Regions from separate parts of the Capra hircus genome. Here region 1 is linked to region 2. A link is a contact called in public Hi-C data. All regions are on one chromosome and are shown on one strand. Each heading gives the region's core, a stretch centred on a gene start, on an enhancer-like site or on the middle of the called end of the contact. The rest is flanking DNA. Distances are from core to core; before and after follow the strand shown.

Region 1 (6,168 bases), core at 1,008-3,507, 170 kb after region 2:
CCGAAATTTCTGACACCTTCCCCTCCACCCTACGTGCACGCATACTCCCATCCCAGACGCACAGAATTTGACCAAGTTCCCTAATGAGCCCCAGTGCCCAGACTCCCTTCAGCACTTCACCAAACTGAATGAGGTTTCCAGGAGTCACTTCCTCCAGGAAGCCCTCCTGGACCGCTTTGTCTAGCTCGGGTGCTCCCTTTAGACTCCCGTTTCTGTTATAACTCTCCTATCTACCACTGAGGGCCAAGCCCAGCCAGTGCTTGGCACAGGACAAGCCTCACAAACCACCTGGCGAATGAGTGGACAAGTGAGGTTGTTTCCCTCTGGTCACATGGCGCCTACATTCCGCACAAGATTGCAGCCCCTGCTGTACCTGTTGCCAGACCCCATCACTAGTCCCCACGGCCTCCCTGCTAAGATCACCCTCCACCTGAAAAAAACGTTCCCTCTATGGGCCCAGAGAAGGAGAGTGTCTTGCCCAAGGCCACACAGGGAACCCCAGCCCTAGCTTACCCACTGGGGCAACAGTTCTAGAACACAGTTCTAAGCTTCTATTATGTATGGATTCTGTCCCCCACCCAACCCTCTGAAGTGGGTCAGCCCAGGGGTTAACCCACTTCTCAAAGGCTCTAAGTCAGCCCAGGGCAGAACCCCCTGTGCAGCGAGTCCCCCCAGCCACCTGCACAGGCACCTCCTCCGCCGCCTCCTCCTCGGCGCGATCCGTGTCCAGTGTCCTGCGTCCTCGCCTTGTCCGAGCGGACCAGCTTCTTGCCAGCCGAGTTCCGGGTGGTGTAGCTGTAGACCGAGGTGTAGCCCTGGCCGGTGAGCGGGCAGAAGCGGCGGGTGTGGGCGCGCTCGCGGGTGGCCCCGCACTGGGGGCACACGTAGTCGCGGAGGATGGGGCACAGCACCCGGCCCGCTTCATCCTTGAGCACGTGGGACTGGTAGATGGCCCGGGACTCGCCGTTGTGTTTGCAGAAAGAGCACAGGCGTTCGGGAGCTGGTGAGGATTCAGGGCTGGGTCGCTGACCCCCCGGTTCTGGCGCTGCTTCTGGCTGGCGGTCCAGCCTGGTCTCCGGCTCGTCCTCCTCACGCTGAGCCCCCACCAGCCGTGCCAAACCCAAGTAGTCTGTCCACAGGTTGAAGGTCCCCATGGCTGGGCCCCGTGTGCCAGGCGGAGGGGCAGAAGAGAGGAGAAACCCAGCCGCCTCCAAGCTGGTCTCTCTACCCCTGCCTCCTCTCCCTTCCCTTCCCTCTCTGGAGCAGAGGAGTCTGGGCTGTCAGTTCCCTCCTTATACTCCAAGGGGGTGTGAAGAGGGAGGAGCAGGCTGTAGGAGGTTCCCTATCATCACAGGGGGCTTGCTGCAGCTCCCCCAGAAATGCACCTGCCACGGGGCTGCATGGCCTCTGGGTAGGCCAGGGGTGAGGGGGCGTGACAAGACACAGGCTGCAGGGAGCACCAGCAATAAGCAGCCACACACCCCACCCAGAGGGCATTGAGAGGGCTACCCTTGTCTAAGCCTCCTAGAGAACCAGAGTGATGCAGGTGGGGGCATTGGAAGCCCCACCCCAAAGACTAGCATTGCTGTAGCCAGTAACTTAGTAACTTCTTTCTTCCTTCTCCTGGACTGGGGGAGGGGGAGGGGGAGCTGCTGATGTTCCAGCTGTCTTTGGAAGGAGGATGGGCCTGACTTATGGGGTGGGGGGGACAGGACCAAGGCCCCTGGCTCTGGTCACCCTCAGGGAGCTTTCACACCCCTTGTCAGTGGAACCTCCTTTTAACTGATGAACAAACTGGGGTTTGAAGCCATCTGCCCTGAGGTTATTCACAAAGACAAACACAAAGCCTGCCTCCCCCACCAGTTACAGGAGCCTTAGGTGTTGTGGGGTCAGTCTCTCCTGGTCCTGGGGTGGAAAAGGGTTTGAGACTGAGAATTATGGGGAAGAAGAGAGCACAGGCACAGGTGGGGCTAACGGGCCAGAGGGGAGACCCCTAGCATTCGCCAGCACCTTGATCGCCCTCTCAAATGAGACCTGTGCTCCATCTCAGGAGGATGCAGTGTGCCCCTGAGTCACCCAGGTGGGACACAGACTGGCAGGTGATCAACGGACATCAGGGGCTAGGTGGGCGACTGAAGGTAAAGGAGGGGTCTGCAGGTACCAGGTAAGGAGGGTGAGAAAGCAGGGCCCAAGACTGGAACTCAGAGAAGAGGTGACGTGCCACCTACACACCTCAGTCATTCACTCATTCATTCATTCAAGAAAGCTTCACTGAGCCTTCTGGAAGCAGGGACCCCTAATCCCTTTCAGAAAGGTTTTTCAGCTGCCCAGTCCTAAACTTATAATTCCTGTTCACAGCCCTCCAGGACTGAGTCCCCCAAATCCAGCCTGTGTCTGTAAGGATTGCAGACACCAGCCCTCCTCGAGGGGTGAGAGGCCAGGGTCAGGGTCGGGTTCTGGCTGAGCAGTTTGGGGGGGCGGGAGGAGGGGAGTCCGGGGTGGGTTGTATCCTCCATCCCATTCCCCCGAGGCTGTGTCTGGCCCAGCCACAGTGACATTCATCCCTCGGTGGGTCTGGTCTCCGTCACAACCCACCGACAACAATGAATGTTGATTGTGACCTTTGCTGTGGCCTAAGGGAGGGGATGTGTTCGGGATCCCCTGCCCCTGCCCCAGATCTGAAAGTTGGGGGTCGTGATGGGTGGGTGGACGGCAGTTCCAGGCCTCGGGGTCCACTCAACGGTCGATGGTTTGCCTGAGCTGCCCAAACTCACCGACAGGTTGAATGTTCCCCCAAACCCTTGACAACTCCTTGGGGGTGGGGAGTGGAGGTTGAGGGGGTCAAGGAACCGGGTAGGGTGAGGGAGGAGAGGGGAAGGCAATGAGAGACTTAGAGAATCTATTAAGTCAGAAAACAGCAGGAGCCAACTCCCTGCTCCAGGACACCGAAAAAGGAGATAAATCTAAGTAATAGTAACAGCAGATACTTCTGTCACCTTTGCTATGCAAATAGCAGCAGTGGGCGCTGGGCTTCTAACCCATTTAGTCAAAGCATTCTCAAAAGGGCCCTCAAAGGTGCATATTTCTTCCAATTGTCAGTTTGGCAAACAGGCCAGAGGGCACCCTTAGCGAGAGGCAGGGGAGGGATTCGGAGTGGCCCCAAGAGGTCTGGAGGCCAAGTGGTTCTGGCCCCGGGGGCATGGATGCAACGGAGAGATAAACAAGTCATTTTAATACAATGTAATACCTTCAGTGAGCTTCACCGTGTTCCGGACACAATGGTTTATAATCACAACAACCCACGGTGGTGGGGGGGTTGGGTTGTCAGAGTCTGCACTTTGCAAATTCGAGCCCCGAGGTGGGGCCGCTGCCCAGCCCGCCTGTGGGTCCAACTGCCGGCGAAGCTAGAGGATCGCAGGGGGTCCCGGGCTTCCAAACTTTGGCCCTTGTCGGGATCAGACCCGGGCCCAAGCGCATAACCACGCGAGGGTTGCCCCGTTACTGCCCTTCCCCATTTCTTCACCCTCAAACCCGGTCCCGTCCCTCCCTCCAGGGACCGCTGTAGAGTTAGCCGCCCACCCCCTAGGGTGCCCCCACGCGCAGTCTCAGGGGAGGCTGCTCCCCACCTCCCTGGGTCTGGGAGGTCTGGGACCCACCCCCTCGCCAGAGAACGGCCTGGACTTCAAATTTCCAGTCCCCTTCCATTTCACTGAGCCCCAGCCCCAAAGGATGAACCGCTTGTCGTAACACTTAAGGCAAACCAGAGCCCCCAGGTGTGCTGAGCTTGAGTAAACCCAAAAATGACCTTCCGCGGAGGCGGCCAGAGGCAGCGCGGCGCTCGGAGCCCCACCCTCGAGACCCCCACCTAGAGCCAGCCTCCAGAGACCTGCCCCTCGCAAGCCACCGACTCCAGTCCCACACCCAAGGCCCGCCCCCTCGGAGCCCACCCCCAAATGGCACAACCCTAGGACCCTCCCTCTAGAGCCCGCCCAGATAGACTCCCGTGTAGCCCGCCCCCAAAATCAATCTCCATAAAACACGCCTCCTAAGCCTGTCCTCCAAGAGCCCACCCAGCTTCTCCAAGGCCAGCCCCGGGGCCTCGCCCTCTGAGCCCACCCCCGCTGGCCTCCCATCTACAGCTGTCTCCGGGAGCCCCCGCCCTCTAGGGCCTCTCAAATCCTCTTTCCCAGACCCCCAGAGACCGCGTCCCTACGCGTCCCCAAGGTCGTTCCCAGGGATCTCAACTCCGCGAAGGTCCGCCGGGGACCCCCTCGGAGGCCGACTCCCGTAAGACCCGCCCCCCACCTGGATCGCGTTGCCCAGAGCCCGCCCTCTCGCCCACCCGGGACGAGTCCGGTTCCCACCCGTTTGGAGCTCCGCGCGGAGCCTCCTCTCCCAAGGACCATCCACCCGCCCAGCAGAGCCCTCCCTCATTCAGGCACAGGGTATCCAGGCCTTTCTCAGGGCGCGTGTTGGGAGAGGCGATCACCTGCAGGGAGGACAGTGGTCCTAACAAGCAGAACGCTGGGAGAGGAGGGTAGGTTAGGAGGCCAGGGTAATAACAACAAGGACAGTAATTCTAATAATGATGCTTTACATAATCACCCTGTTACTAGGATACAATGAGGAAGGGGAGGTTTTATCAATGAGGAAGGGGAGGTTTTATCAATGAGGAAGGTGAGGTTCTGAGAGTTTGGACCAGAACTCTCTCAGCGGTTCTTAACGACCAAGAGGTTAGAATGCCAGGTAATGGAAAGGCACCGTGGCCACAGTGCGCTGGGGGTGGGAGAGGGGGCCTCCCTGGACCCCGCTGCTCCTTTCCCTGAGGGCTTTGACTTTGACCTACTTCAGGTAGGTCCTAGTAAGGGTCTCCCCAACTCAGGAAGGCAGGGCTGGGGCCAGAGGATGGGCCTTGGGATCAAAGAGAGGTGCCCCAGGCCCGCAGCCCCCAGCCCCACCCTATGGGGAGGGGCTGTCCGGACATAACCTGGGGTCTGACTGTCTTCCTTCGTCTGTCCTGGTGGGTATAGGCTTCCCGCCTTTGCTGTCTGTCTGGGTCCTCCTGTCTGGGTCTGACTGTGCCCCTCGCAGGCTGGTATCAGTCTGGGTCCCCAGCCCTGCTGTGTGCGCCTATCCCTGGCTGTCTGGGGTCACCTGTGTCTGGCCCTTGCCACCTGATCTCCCCTATGTCCATCCGCCTGTCCCCTCCACGTCTGGAGCTGCCCTTTGGTGAAAGGCGGCCTTGGGTCTGTCTCCTTCTCTCTGTCTGCACCTGGGGCCTTTCAGCAGGCGGCTGAGTGTTCCTCCCGCCAAGTGTCCTGAGGCCTTCTCCAGGGCTGAAGGGGCCTCCAGTCTGACTTTGAAGCCCAGCAGGGTGGGAGGCAGGGAGCCGTCTCCTCCCATCCCCAACCCAGGGGCCCTGCCTCTTTCTCCTCCTTATCCCTGGGACCCAACACCGCAGCTGGGAGGGCCTGTCTGGGCAGCCTTTCAGCAGCCAGGCTGACCCAGAGCCTATCCCCACCCCAACCCTCATCCTAAGCTCAGGAAGGCAGAGCAGCTGGCATGGGGCCTGGGGGGTCAGGGGTCGGAGGTGAGAGGTCCCAGTGGAGCCAGATGGGCAGGCAATGGGTGGAGGCAGCTCTGCTGTCAAGTTGAAGAACAAGGTGCTGGTGTGGAGGTGGGAGCGGGGAGGAGCACAAGGTTTGAGATGCAGGGCTTCCAGGGGTATCTAGTGGCTTGTGTGCCCCTCCTGTGCCCCAGTGTACATATGTCCCTGTGTCTGTGCGCTTGTGTGTGTGTGCACAGGACCTGGGGGCGGGGAACACGCGGAGGAGGAGGTACTCAGAGCCTGGCAGACAAAGAGCCCATTATGGAACGTGCAGTGGCAGTGAGCACAGGAGTCCCCATGTGGGGTCTGGTGGATGGCCCAGGCTGTCTAGACTGGCAGGCAGGGGGCCCCTCATTTCCATGATGCCTACCTACACGGCCTCTCAGGTTGCCACCCCGCCCTCCCCAGGCTTCCTCTCCACTAGCTGGCTGCTCAGGCTTTTGACTCCACGTCCTCAGACAAGAGGCTTGTCTGTCCTGCTCAGGACCCTGAGGGCAGCTAGTTTAGCCAGGAACCTGAGTTTCCTTCTCAAGCCCACCAGATGTGGGGCCAGGGCTGGG
Region 2 (6,571 bases), core at 4,023-6,522:
TCTCCACTGGATCCTCATATCTGGACCCCATCTCTCTGAATCGCATCCGTCTTAATCAATCACATACCTCAGATCCCTCCCCCTCTGGATTCCCATTCCGGGGCCCTCCCCATCCACAGACCCCGCCCCCCTTCCGCCGGGGCGAGACCTCCGCAGCATCTGGGGCGCGGCCAGCCCCGCCCCCGCCGGCCCCGCCCCTACCGCTGCTGACTCAGCGCCTCCGCCCCCCGAACCTCTTCCCCGCCCGGGGCCCCGACGTGTGTTCCGCTAGCCGGTGCGGCTTGCAGCCCCGGGAGTCCCGGGAGCCCCGGCTAACCCGGCGGAGGAGGGAGGGTGGAAGGGGAGGCGGCGGCCCCGCCCGGCCCCACCCGGCCAGCGGGCAGCTCAGGGTCCTCTGTGCGCAGGAGAAGCGGCGGCTACAAGAGGAGATACGCGCGGCGCGCCGAGAGCTAGAGGAAGAGAAACTCCGCGTGGAGCGGCTCAAGGTTGGGGGCGGCCGGGGGAGCCTGCTTAGCCCGGGCAATGAAGTCGGGGTGTCTATGAGAGTCAGTTCTGGGAACCAAAGGAGCCTCTCTATAGACATGGGGTTGGGGGAGTTGGTTCCAGCTTCAGGGATGGGCATCTTCCCCAGCTCGGAAAGAGTGGTTGGTAGTGATGGGGGACGTTTGTTCCACCTTTGGGAAGATCTTGGGAACGTGTTTGTTCCGCTCTGGGGTAGAGAGGGGCTAAGAGGGACGTTGATTTCCCCTTTGGGGGTGTCTGTCCCATTCTGGAAAAGTTGGGGAGATTGATGGGTGTTTCTTCCAGCGTGGGAAAGTTGTCTGCTGGGAACGGGGTGGCTTCCCACTTGGCATTATTAGGGCACGTATCCCAGCCTCTCCGTCCACATGCCCCTTCCCATGGCCAGAGGAAGTCTCTCCGGGAACGCTGGCTAATGGACGGGGCAGCTGAGGAGCCAGAGCGGCCCCAGGACCCCACCTCACAGGACCCCCAATCACCTGAAGACCAAGCTCAGGCCCGCATCCGGAACCTGGAAGACAGCTTGTTCACGTGAGTAGGGCCCCCTTCCTGGTGGCTTTGCCCGGCTGACTAGGCCAGGCCCATCCGCCCACTCCGCTGAGATTTCCGGTGGGGGGGGCCCACTAAGCCTGGGGTCCAGGCTCCCAGCAGCCCCTTGTCTTCCCCAGACTCCAGTCCCAGCTGCAGCTGCTGCAGAGTGCGTCCACAGGTGCCCAGCACAAGCCCTCAGGCAGGCCCACCTGGCGACGACAGGTGAGGAACTAGGGGATGTGGCCAGCAGAGCTCAAGGCAGTACCTCTCCAAGCACAGTTGTGTTTTTTTGGGACCCTGCCATGTGGCTGTCTTAACTCCCTGCCCAGGGATCGAACCTGTGCTCCCTGCAATGGAACTGCAGGTACTTAACCACTGGACCGCCAGGGAAGTACCCAAGCAGTTTAGATGCTGGGTCCTCTTGTGGTCTTGGGCAAGTTGCTTTCCATGCCTAAGCCTCAGTTTCCTCATCCTTAAAATGGGGATATATAACAATAACACACCGCTGGAAGAGGCGTGAGAGAAGGCCAATGAGATCATAGCTTGGTACCGGAAGCAGGCACAAGGGAATGTTTTGAAATGTTGTCGTGTTGTGTTAATCACTTAGTCGTGTCTCTTTGCGACCCCATGGACTGTAGCCCGCCAGGCTCCTCTGTTCGTGGAATTCTCCAGGCAAGAATACTAGAGTTGCTATTTCCTTCTCCAGGGGATCTTCCTGATCCAGGGATTGAACTGGGGTTTCCTGCATTGCAGGCAGATTTTTTATCATCTGAGCCACCAGGGAAGCCCTATTTTGATATTTGATTGCCAATATGACCTAAATAAGGAAAGTAGTCAGAAAATGTTGTGGGGCAGGGTTGGGGCTGGGGGGCTGGGGCTGGGAGTTCCCTGGCAGTTAGGACTTGGTGCTTTCACTATAGTGTTCTGGGTTCAATCCCTGGTTGGGACTACTAAAATGATCCCACAAGCTGCACAGTTTGGCCAAAACAAGGGAAAAGAAAATGTGGGGATGTGTTCTCAGAATTCAGCCCCCCAAATGGGAAAAGGGTCCCCATGAGATAGTCGAATGATTTGAGGCATCTCCATGATTTGAGGGGTTTTGGTTTGGTAATGCCTCTGTTAAGATATAATCCACATTGAAAACCAAGACGATATGACTGCACTTAAAATTTGGCTCTCTGGGTTGTCCTTGAAGTTCATATCAGATCCAGTAACTCATGCACCTGGCCACAGTAAGCTGTGGGTTGCTTTGGCTCCCAGGTGCCTGTCTCAGGACAGAGGGGGAGAGGAGAACTTTGGACAGAGGAGGGTAGGATTGAGACCAGTGAGATCTGTGGGGTTTGGTTAAGGTGGCTTGCATGGCCAGGTCCCCAGTTCCCCTCCCTGAGCTCATCTTTCCCTCCATCCCTTCCTCACTCCACTCCAGCCACCCTGACCCTTTCCTATCCCTTGAACTTGCCTAATTCATTCTAGGCCCAGGGCTTTGCTCTTGCCTTTCCCCTCTTCCTGGAATGCCCTTCCCACCTCTTGACTCAAGGCTGGCTCTTCTCACCTTTCAGGCCTTTGTTCAATGTCACCACCTCCGAGAGGCCCTCCTGCATCTTTTTTTTTTTAAATATATTTATTTGGCTGCATCAGATCTTAATTGCAGCATGTAGGATCTAGTTCCCTGACCAGGGGTCGAACCCGTGCCCCTGAGTTGGGAGCATGGAGTCCTAGCCGCTGGACCACCAGGGAAGTCCCCCTCCTGCATTTTATACCTACAGGAGGCACCCCATCACCTCCCAGGTATTTCTTAGCCCCTGTTCCCCCTGTTACAGCCCTTCTCACTTCCTGAATTATAGATTTGTATTTTATGTTTATTACCTGCTTCCTCCCACTGGAATTTAAGTTCTAATAGCAAAAGTCTTAAATATCCCTTAAGTGGGATTTCCTAGGTGACTCAGTTGTAAAGAATCCGCCTGCTGGTGCAGGAGATGTGAGTTTGATCCCTGGGTCGGGAAGATCCCTTGGAGTAGGAAATGGCAACGCGATCTCATATTCTTGCCTGGAAAATTCCGTGGGCAGAGGAGCCTGGCGGGCTACAGTTCACGGGGTCGCAAAGAGTCAGACACGACTGAGCACGCATGCATGTCCCTTAAGTAACCTCAGTAGCTGGCAGAGTAGATCCCCAGTAGAGGGAGTGGCTGCATGGACACAGGACTGACTGGGTACATGTGATGTGCACGGCAGTGCAGCAGAGGGAGATGAGACAGGTGAGGAAGCCTCATGCTTTGGTCCTGAAGGAATGGGGAGCCATCAGGGGAGTTTGAGCAGGGTAGGGGTGCTGGCATGCTGGAGGCTGGAAGTGAGATGGGGGCTGCCCTGACCTTGTTTCTGCCATCCCTGCAGGGTCACCGTCCTCTCTCCCAGCCCAACGTGGAGTCAGGTCCTGCAGGTGGGTGTTTTGAGGTCTGGGGGTCGCAAGAGGAAGGGCCTGAATCTCACTCTATTGCCCCATCTCTCCTCTTCCCTGACTCCCCCAGGCCAGACCGATCTAAACAAGAGAGCCTCCTTACCAGCCGGACCGGTGGGCGCATACCCGGAGTCCCCCTCCGAGCCCAGAACTGAGGCTGCCGGGGTTCCAGCAGCCCCGAGGCGGGTCCCTGGGGCAGCAGGGACCTCCTCAGAAGCCAATGGCCCCTGCCCTGGATCCAGCCCCCCTCTGGAGCAGGAGCCGAGTCAGGGGGTGGTAGCTCCTGAGGGGACAGTGAATGAGGCCAGAGGGGGAGGCATGGTGAAAGTGGTGTGGGAGGGGTTGAGGCCCATGGAGGACTGTGCCATCGGGGCCACAGGCCTGGAGCTGGAGGCTAAGGTGGAGGAGATGGTGCTGGAGGCCATCGGGGACAGACAGGAAGCCAGCCGTCCAGAGCTCCCCTCGTGGGTCAAGGAGGACAGGGCCATCGTGGAGGTGGTCTGGGAGGGGGTGGGGGGCACAGAGGGCAGTGACTTGGAGCCCATGGTGGAGGCAGGCAGGGCCCCAGAGGCCGTGCAGACCAGATCCCTGGGGCTCCGGGAGGAATCGGGGGGAGCAGCTCCTGGAGAAGGTGCCCCCAGGAGCAGCCCTGATGGTGATGGGCAGGGGGTCTTTGGAGAGGAGGGGTCCTTCATCTGGGTGGAGAAAGTGACCCTCAGTGAGGAATGGGAGGAGCTGGAGGTGGAGGGGTTGGAAGGGCCAAAGTCACTGGGAAGGGAGGAAAAGGATGAGAGTCCATTGCAGGTGGAGGGCAGAGGTGAGGAGGAAACACGGGAGGCAGAGAGGAGGCGGGTGGAGGGACCTGAAGGCGCAGAGAAGAGAGGCAGTGAGGGGAAGGCAGGCACAGAGTCAGAAGGAGCAGAGACGTCACTGGCGCTAGAGAGGAAAGGAAGCCCGGACTCCATGGAGCCAGAGAGATGTGAGGTACGCGTGGAAACAGAGATCGGAGGAGGTGACGAACCATTGTCGGCCGAAAGAAGAGAAGTTGAGGGACCTCTGGGGGCAGAGAGGGGAAGAGATGAGAAGCCACTGGGAGTAGAGCAGAAAGGAGGTGAGGAAAAGCTAGAGGCAGTCCAAGAAACATTGGCAGCAGAGAGAAAAGAAGGGGAGGAGTCACTGGTGGCAGAAAGAATAGGAGGTGAGAAGCCATTGGAGGAAAAGGAAAAAGGAGATGAGCAATCACAGAGGGTAGAGAGAATGGGAAATGAGGAGCCCTCGGAGGCAGAGAAAACAGGAGATGAGAAACCACAGAAGGTAGAGGGAACGGGAGGTGAAGAGCCACTGGAAGCAGAGAAGACAAGAGATGAGAAATCACAGAAGGTAGAGAGAACCGGAGGTGAGGAGCCATCGGAGATAGAGAAAAATGAAGACGAGGACTCACTGAAGGCAGAGAGGATGGGAGGTGAAGAGCCGTTGCAGACAGAGAAGACTCTTAGGGTCAAGGAAGAGCAGAGAGAGTCAGAAGAAAAAAAGGAATGCCAGGCAGAGGACGTGAGTGAGGCAGGGGCTCCCCCAGAAGCCAAGGAGGCGCCAAGGCCGGAGGATGAAGGACAGCAGCCCCAGGAGAAGGAGGAAGGCTCCCCAGAAGCAGAAGTGGAAGCAGTGAAGCCCCAAGCTCCTGCTGAGGGCCAGCACCCCACTGGAGACGCCACCGCACTCCTGGCAGAGACGTCAGCTCAGGATCAGCCCGCTGAGTGCCAGCCACTGCTGCAGATGGAGGGGCCCAGGGCCAACCCCAGGGCCCGCCCTGTGCCCACCTACGCGCCTGCCCGGCAGCCAGAGCCATCTGCCCCTCCAGAAGGTGAAGAGGCAAGCGGCCCTAAGCAGAAGACGTGCCAGTGTTGTGTGGTCATGTGAGCCCATCCATGCCCTCCACCGACTCCCAGCTCCTCTCACAGCTACCTCGGCCTCTTGGCATCCAGCAGGCAGTCCCAGGCGCAGACGGGGCACCAAGGGACTGACTGTGGCACCTGGGAGCCAGTTGGTCTACACGTCCACCTCCACGTGGGCTTCCGGACCCCTCACCCGCTGCCTGTGACCCTGGCCCTCTTCTGTGACAAAGCCTTTTATACTTGAAAATAAAATGTTAAGCATTCGGACAGCGTGAGTGTGTGTGTGGTTGGCCCACGACCACCTGACCGTCTGCTGGTGGGAAGTGGAGGGCTTGACTCTGCTAGAAGCAAAGATTCAGTCAGAGTTAAATAGATGTGGCTGCTCTAACAAAAAGATCTCAAGCTAGAGAAGCTATCAAAAGTGAAAAAAATTTATTTCTTTGGACACTTCTATGGGATCACTTGGAAACTCTCGTTTTGTTTCTTGCTCTACCTTCATCTTGGGTGTGGTCAAAGCTGTATCACAGGGTGTATCAATGCTCCAGCTCATGGGAAAGGGAAGGCAATGTGGAAGAGCCCCCACCCAGACCCAGCGTTGGCACATCACCTCTGCTTATGTTTCACCAGTGAGAACTCAGTCCGGCATTACACCTAGCTGCAAGGGAGGCTGGGAGTGCATCCGACTACAGTTCTGTTATAGGAGCAGGACAGATCTGGGGAGTAGCTGCCACTCTGGATATCACATATTTTTCCTTTGCTCCCCCATCCATCCACATTTTCCCTATAGGGCCAGGCCCTTCTCTGTAGGGGTCCTTTAGTCTCAGCTCTTCCTTGGCTGGGTGTCCTCAGGCAAGTGACTCAGCTCTGAGCCTCTATGTCTTCATCTGTCAAAGGAGCTCCCCTCTCCTCTCCTGAGGTCGGTTCAGGCCGTAGCCTGGAGCCTGCAGTGGGGCCCAGAAGGCCCAGCTCCTCAGGTGTGGGCAGGAAGTGTTTCTCATACCCAGAGTCCAGTGGTGCCAAGGGCTGGGAGGGCTCCTTAACTGGAACCTGCTCTATTTCCTCCACTTCCAGGATGGGTGAGTCACTAGGGGGCTGGGCCTGGGGCACCTCCTGGGGAGAGAAGAGGCCGAGATTGTTCCCCTTGTACCTGTGAGTGTGTGTGCTAAGTTGCTTC

The links. Hi-C and Micro-C count contacts between places; a contact is called where the count stands out from the background.
Region 1: a Hi-C map of blood shows a contact between it and region 2, with 3 times the contacts expected there. The contact joins the promoter of NANOS3 here to the enhancer-like site in region 2. A contact is called at or near these places in 2 of 5 Hi-C or Micro-C datasets (both in blood).

The regions. Positions count from the first base shown.
Region 1 is chr7:97,196,324-97,202,491 of ARS1.2, forward strand. NANOS3 (nanos homolog 3) reads right to left here and starts at 2,258. Exons shown (of 1, transcript XM_018051680.1): 1 at 630-2,258. The coding sequence starts at 1,154. The coding sequence ends at 630. MIR181D (microRNA 181d) reads right to left here and starts at 2,646; the gene lies at 2,517-2,646. MIR181C (microRNA 181c) reads right to left here and starts at 2,804; the gene lies at 2,712-2,804.
Region 2 is chr7:97,024,964-97,031,534 of ARS1.2, forward strand. The region is part of intron 13 of IL27RA (interleukin-27 receptor subunit alpha); the gene reads right to left. PALM3 (paralemmin-3) reads left to right here. Exons shown (of 7, transcript XM_018051196.1): 3 at 405-485; 4 at 908-1,050; 5 at 1,188-1,272; 6 at 3,442-3,487; 7 at 3,576-5,663. The coding sequence ends at 5,422. Among named protein-coding and RNA genes, the nearest start is that of PALM3, 6.9 kb to the left of the region's middle. Within about 2 kb of position 5,273, at least 1 of the 5 cell types and tissues checked has an H3K27ac peak or open chromatin away from gene starts, as enhancers often do.